Linked DNA regions of Mus musculus: region 2 is linked to region 1. Evidence: chromatin contacts called from public HiChIP or PLAC-seq data. All regions are on one chromosome and are shown on one strand. Each heading gives the region's core, a stretch centred on a gene start, on an enhancer-like site or on the middle of the called end of the contact. The rest is flanking DNA. Distances are from core to core; before and after follow the strand shown. Region 1 holds the start of Nlrp3 (NLR family, pyrin domain containing 3). Region 2 holds the start of Pigl (phosphatidylinositol glycan anchor biosynthesis, class L).

The links. HiChIP or PLAC-seq counts read pairs in DNA pulled down with a chosen protein or histone mark.
Region 2: an H3K27ac HiChIP or PLAC-seq map of bone marrow-derived dendritic cells shows a contact between it and region 1, with 10 times the contacts expected there. The contact joins the promoter of Pigl here to the promoter of Nlrp3 in region 1.

What each region holds. Positions count from the first base shown.
Region 1 is chr11:59,541,415-59,544,114 of GRCm38.p6, forward strand. Nlrp3 (NLR family, pyrin domain containing 3) reads left to right here and starts at 1,272. Exons shown (of 10, transcript NM_145827.4): 1 at 1,272-1,453; 2 at 1,655-1,975. The coding sequence starts at 1,699.
Region 2 is chr11:62,457,002-62,459,701 of GRCm38.p6, forward strand. Pigl (phosphatidylinositol glycan anchor biosynthesis, class L) reads left to right here and starts at 1,440. Exons shown (of 7, transcript NM_001039536.4): 1 at 1,440-1,693. The coding sequence starts at 1,459. It also overlaps a transcript of Ncor1 not described here.

The DNA.
Region 1 (2,700 bases), core at 22-2,521:
GGCTTACACTCAGAACTCTATTGCTTGGGTTTGGAAAATCCATCCAGATGAGTAACTGCCAATCCGTCTTTGACAGTGATGCAAGCTTGTTCACGTCTTGAAGCCACATCCTTCCTGTCTCCAGTGTCACAGTGACCCCTATATATTTATCTCATTTCCCCTTTATTTGTACCCAAGGCTGCTATCTGGGTGAGTACAATGTCATGGAGCAGAGTGGATAAAAGGTCCAGGGTATTTTTAATGGCATGATTTATCTTAGTCAATAGACAAGGAATTTCTTTTAGACTCATCTAACATTAAGGTATTTCTGGGATGTTCTGTTTGCTGTTACGTGGTTCATGCATGTTAGGGAGGTGTGTGTGCGCGTGAGCGCTCACAGAAGAAGCAATTATAGCTCCCTAGGACTTAAACAGCATCTACTCAGGGTGGCAGAGGGTGGACTGCCTGTGAGGGGGGGAATGTGCTGGAAGCCCAGGGGGCAGCTAATGTAAAGAGCAAATCTGTTGTGGCAGGTCTTAGCAGCAGGGGGCAGAGGGCTGAGAACTCCTGGGAAAGACTAGGAACTGAGGGGTCAAAAGTCTAGGAGGATCTGTGGAGCTGGGGCAGCAGTCAGCAAGAACACTAGAGATGACAGAAAGATGTGAGGTGCGGCAGGAGACAGGGAGAGGAGATGCAAGAGTGGACACGAGACAGGTACATCGAGCTTGGGGCACCTTCAATGTCATCTTGCTGTCACATGAATATCAATTCGGAGGCCATCACCACCTTTCAGGCACTTTCCTCTACCATCTATGGCTTCAGTCTGAGAAAGCCACTTAGTGTCTCTACCACTCAGCAGAAGGAACCTACACACCTCAGTGGAGAAACTAGATGAGAAGAGTAAAAAGAATCAGGGCAGCATCTAGGCCCAGAGTTCTGACTAAATGTGAATCACGATGCTCGTTATAGATGTGAGATGTTAAAGAGCCGTTAAAGCGATGTACGCATGTAGTCTTCCTCTTTATATGCACACAATTCCACCTGATCGGGTTCTGTCTGTCAGTGGGAAATAGAGGAACACTGAAGGGTTAGCTGTCAGCCCGTCTGGGCTGTGAGTCCTCACCTTGGTGCTCTGGGGTTATTATAGCTTATTTTCTCCTGGCTTCCTCCTTCCTTTGAAAATAAAAGCAAGAAACCAGGGCTTTCCATTAAAAGAAATCGGGAAGCAATCTCTTCTGCTTTCTCAGTGTCTGAAGGAGGAAGCTGAGGTTGAGAAACAGTGAAGGCTGTGCCCAGGTCCTAGCCTCGTCACCATGGGTTCTGGTCAGACACGAGTCCTGGTGACTTTGTATATGCGTGTTCTCTGTATACCACATCTGATTGTGTTAATGGCTTTCTTATTTTTATCTCTACAGAGGAACTTTTCTTCCATGGCTCAGGACATACGTCTGGATCAAGCTAAGAGAACTTTCTGGTAAACATTTGGCTTACTCAGTTCTTACTAAGTCAGAGATGGTGATTCATTAAAAACCTGTACCAATCTATGGGGTACCCTTAGAGGTTTCAATATTAGCATCTAGTTTCCTGTGTTTCTGATAACTTCGTTTTCTGGAAGTGGAGACTTTTAATACCATTCTTCTTTACTCCCATGGGGTTTTCATTCCTGCACTGCCAGTGTGGACCTAAGCCCCGAGACCCTCGAAAGGGCTGCTGCTGAAGATGACGAGTGTCCGTTGCAAGCTGGCTCAGTATCTAGAGGACCTTGAAGATGTGGACCTCAAGAAATTCAAAATGCATTTGGAAGATTACCCGCCCGAGAAAGGCTGTATCCCAGTCCCCAGGGGCCAGATGGAGAAGGCAGATCACTTGGATCTAGCCACACTCATGATTGACTTCAATGGCGAGGAGAAGGCCTGGGCCATGGCTGTGTGGATCTTTGCTGCGATCAACAGGCGAGACCTCTGGGAAAAAGCTAAGAAGGACCAGCCAGAGTGGAGTGAGTAAACAGAAGGGTTTTTGGTTTTGTTTGTTTGTTTGTTTGTTTCTTACAGTAAGGTACACGTGACATAAAAGGTGGAATTTTAGTAATTTTACATATATGGCTTAGCAACAAGAAAACATATGGTTGTGCAACCAACTTCTCATCTTGCACAACTGAAGCTCCCAACACACTAGATGATAAGTCCCCATTACCTAACCCCATCTCCTAGCAACCACCGCTGTTTTCTGTCCCTGTGAACTTTACCTCTATGGATTCCTCGTGCAGGTAGATTCATGGAGGGCTTGTTTCTTTTGGCTGGCTTACTTCACTTAGCATAATGTGTTCAGGTACATCAGAATTTCCTTCTTAAAAAAGGTTAATGTTGAATATTCATGTGTGTCTATTACATTGTGCTTGTCTCATCTGTGCATATCCATTTGCTATGGATAACTATGTCTATTCAACATCTTCAGTTCTCTGGTTTTGAGTTCGAGTCTCAAGTATCCCAGGCTGGCTCCAAACACAGAATCCTCTTTTCTCTGACCATGGGTTTTCCTTCTCTCCTGCAGGGGTACGGGAGGGTGAGGGTCAGAGGGAGGGGAGCAGTGTGGTTTTCTTAATTCTGTAAAAACTCCGGTCTCAGTCTTCACTCACTCGCAGGTGACTGTTGTGGCTGGTTCCAACCTCGTGAGTTGGCTCAGTGCTGAGGTCCTCCTCTGGTTCCCCAACCAGCTCATAGC
Region 2 (2,700 bases), core at 190-2,689, 2.9 Mb after region 1:
GACCTGCGGTTTGGACGGGCCCTAACCCTGCGTCCTCCGCGACGCCCCTGGCCTGGCTGATCCGAAGCTGGCGCCCTGGGAGCCCGAGGAAGCTCCCGGGCGAGCAGGGCCCGGAGGCCGGGGCTGCAGGCGCCGAGCCTACTCACCGGGAGCTGGCGGAGTGAGAGCCGGCGCGCCCCACGGCCGGACGACCGGGGCGCGGCCCCGGCGCGCGGCCCTCCGCCCGGCCCTCGCTCGGCAGCGCGGCGAGCTGGGCGCTCACTCCAGCCGCCGCCGCCGCAGCTTCGCCACCTTAGCCGCCATCTTGCCTCAACCCCACTCCCTCCCCCTCAGGCCGGGCGGCCGCGCTGAGGCGGCTCAGACTTGGGCTCCTCCTCCTTCCGGAGGGTTGGGGAGACGACTCCCTCCCCGGGAGAACGGAGTGCGGCTCTTACCTCGGCCTCGCTTCCTGGGTCGCGGACGCCGCGCCGGTTCTTTTCAAGTTGTCCCTCGCACTCATGCCCGCCCCGGCAGCGCTGCCTCCGGCCCGACCCGCCGCCGCCGTGGCAGCCATCGCGTCCTCGGCCTGGAGCGTCCCCGCGAGCCTGCCACTCCCGCGCGCCCGGGGCCTTCCCCTCAGGCGTGGGAAAGGACCGGGAGCCCGGCGCGAGGTTAGCCTTGCGACCCCTGCGCGCCGCCAAAGCGGCTACCCCGTCCCCTCGCCGCCAAAGAGAAACCTCAGCCCACGTGGCTGGGACGCACGTTAATTTCACACCGAGTGTTCCTCGGCATGGCGGGCGAGGCCTCCTCCACGGCGTGGCTCCTTAATCTCTGCCTCTTAAGAAAACTTAAGGGGCCTGCCGACCTCACCCTTCGAGTGAAATGACATTTCCTCTTAGCCGCTTACTTTTTCCTCTTGCAAAGCCGCCATCTGAGAAAGAACAAACGGTGACCCGCTTCGGAAAAACTTTTATTCCGGATAACGGGCTGTTTTATACAAAGTTTGAAGTCATAAAACGAGTTGAAAGGAGAATGCTGACGTTTGTTTTAGAATGCTTCCCTTTTGGCCGGCGTGCTGACACGCCTGAAATCCCAGCTCAGGAGGCAAAGGAATGGGAATCATTGCAAACTCGCATGGTCTGCATATAGTGAGTTTAGGGGAACACGCAGAGAGAGACGCGATCTCAAAATAACTCTAAAAATGCTTCCTTCCTTTTAAGCACACTGAACGGTAAGAAAGACACTTAAGACCGCAAAGTGCGGCTGAGCTCTGAAACTGGAGCAGATAGAGGATTCCGCCACCGAGGAGACGGGGCAGTATGGGTGGAAGTTTCCACGCTAGACCACGAATCTTGGTCTCCAGCCGCCGCCGCACTCTGACCCACGGAACGCAGTTTCAGCCGGTTCCGTTTTCCCGCAGGGAACCCGAGTCCACCCGCAGCCTGCCTTCCTGCGCAGGCGCAGTGCCACTTACCCGGCATGGAATTGGTGGGTTTCTTGTGTGTGGCCGTGGCTGTCCTGACTTGGGGCTTCCTCCGGGTTTGGAACTCAGCGGAACGAATGAGGTCTCCGGAGCAGGCGGGCCTGCCGGGAGCCGGAAGCCGGGCCCTTGTAGTGATCGCGCACCCGGACGATGAAGCCATGTTCTTTGCTCCCACCATGCTAGGCTTGGCACGCCTGGAGCAGCAGGTGTCCCTGCTCTGCTTCTCCTCAGGTAGGAGACTGTAGGAGGGTCGCTGGGTTAGGGAACTAACCGATCTTAGTTAACTTCTTCCGGAAAGGTTTTCTGTCGTAGGTAGCTACTTTCTCTGTGCTGGTCAGTCTGGGGACAGAAACAGCCGACTTCCCAGATAGGTTAGGGAACCCCGAGCGAATTCCATCCTAGCCAAATCGAGGAGCAGAAAAGTGGTTGTTCATCATTGGTTCCGTTCAGTACCTTCATGTTCCTTTGGGAACTGCGACTGTACTGGATGTTTTGGGTTTTTTATAAAGACAGTCTCACTGTAATCTAGCATCCCAGGCGTGAGCCGCTGTGCCTGACCTGTTATCCTGAGGAACCGTCTATTTGCAAAAGGATCAAATAAAATCATGCACCAGACAATTTGAGCTGTATGGTGTCTGCTCAGCCCACCAACTTTCTTTCCTAATAATAGCAAAAGACCTTCCTGCTGCTTTGAAACCCATTTTCTGCTACAAAGATTCATGTGTCAAATTGGGAGATTTTTTGTTTAACTTCAGACAAATAGAAATACATTTATAGATAATTTTAGAGTTCATCTGTACCCAGCTATTATTAAAAGAATTCTTCAAAAATGAGACTTGAATAATGATACAGACAAAAACAAACGAGAAAACCAGGATACCCTAAATATGGTGATGACTGGACAATGTGAAGTGTATACATACAGTGGGTGAATTTTATAGCAAAGTATACCTCAATAAAGCTGATTTTCAAAATTGCTCAGGACCTTTTTTCCCATGTGGTTGTTGTGTTGTTCTCTTTTGGGGGGCCAGGGGTGTTTTTGTTGTTGTTGTTTTGTTTTTTTGTTTTTCTAAACAGGGTTTCTCTGTATAGCCCTGGCTGTCCTAGAACTCACTCTGTAGACCAGGCTGGCCGAGAACTCAGAAATCTCCCTGCCTCTGCCTCACAAGTGCTGGGATTAAAGGCATGCGCCACCACTGCCCAGCTTCTTCGGGTGTTTGGTTGGTTTGGTTTGGTTT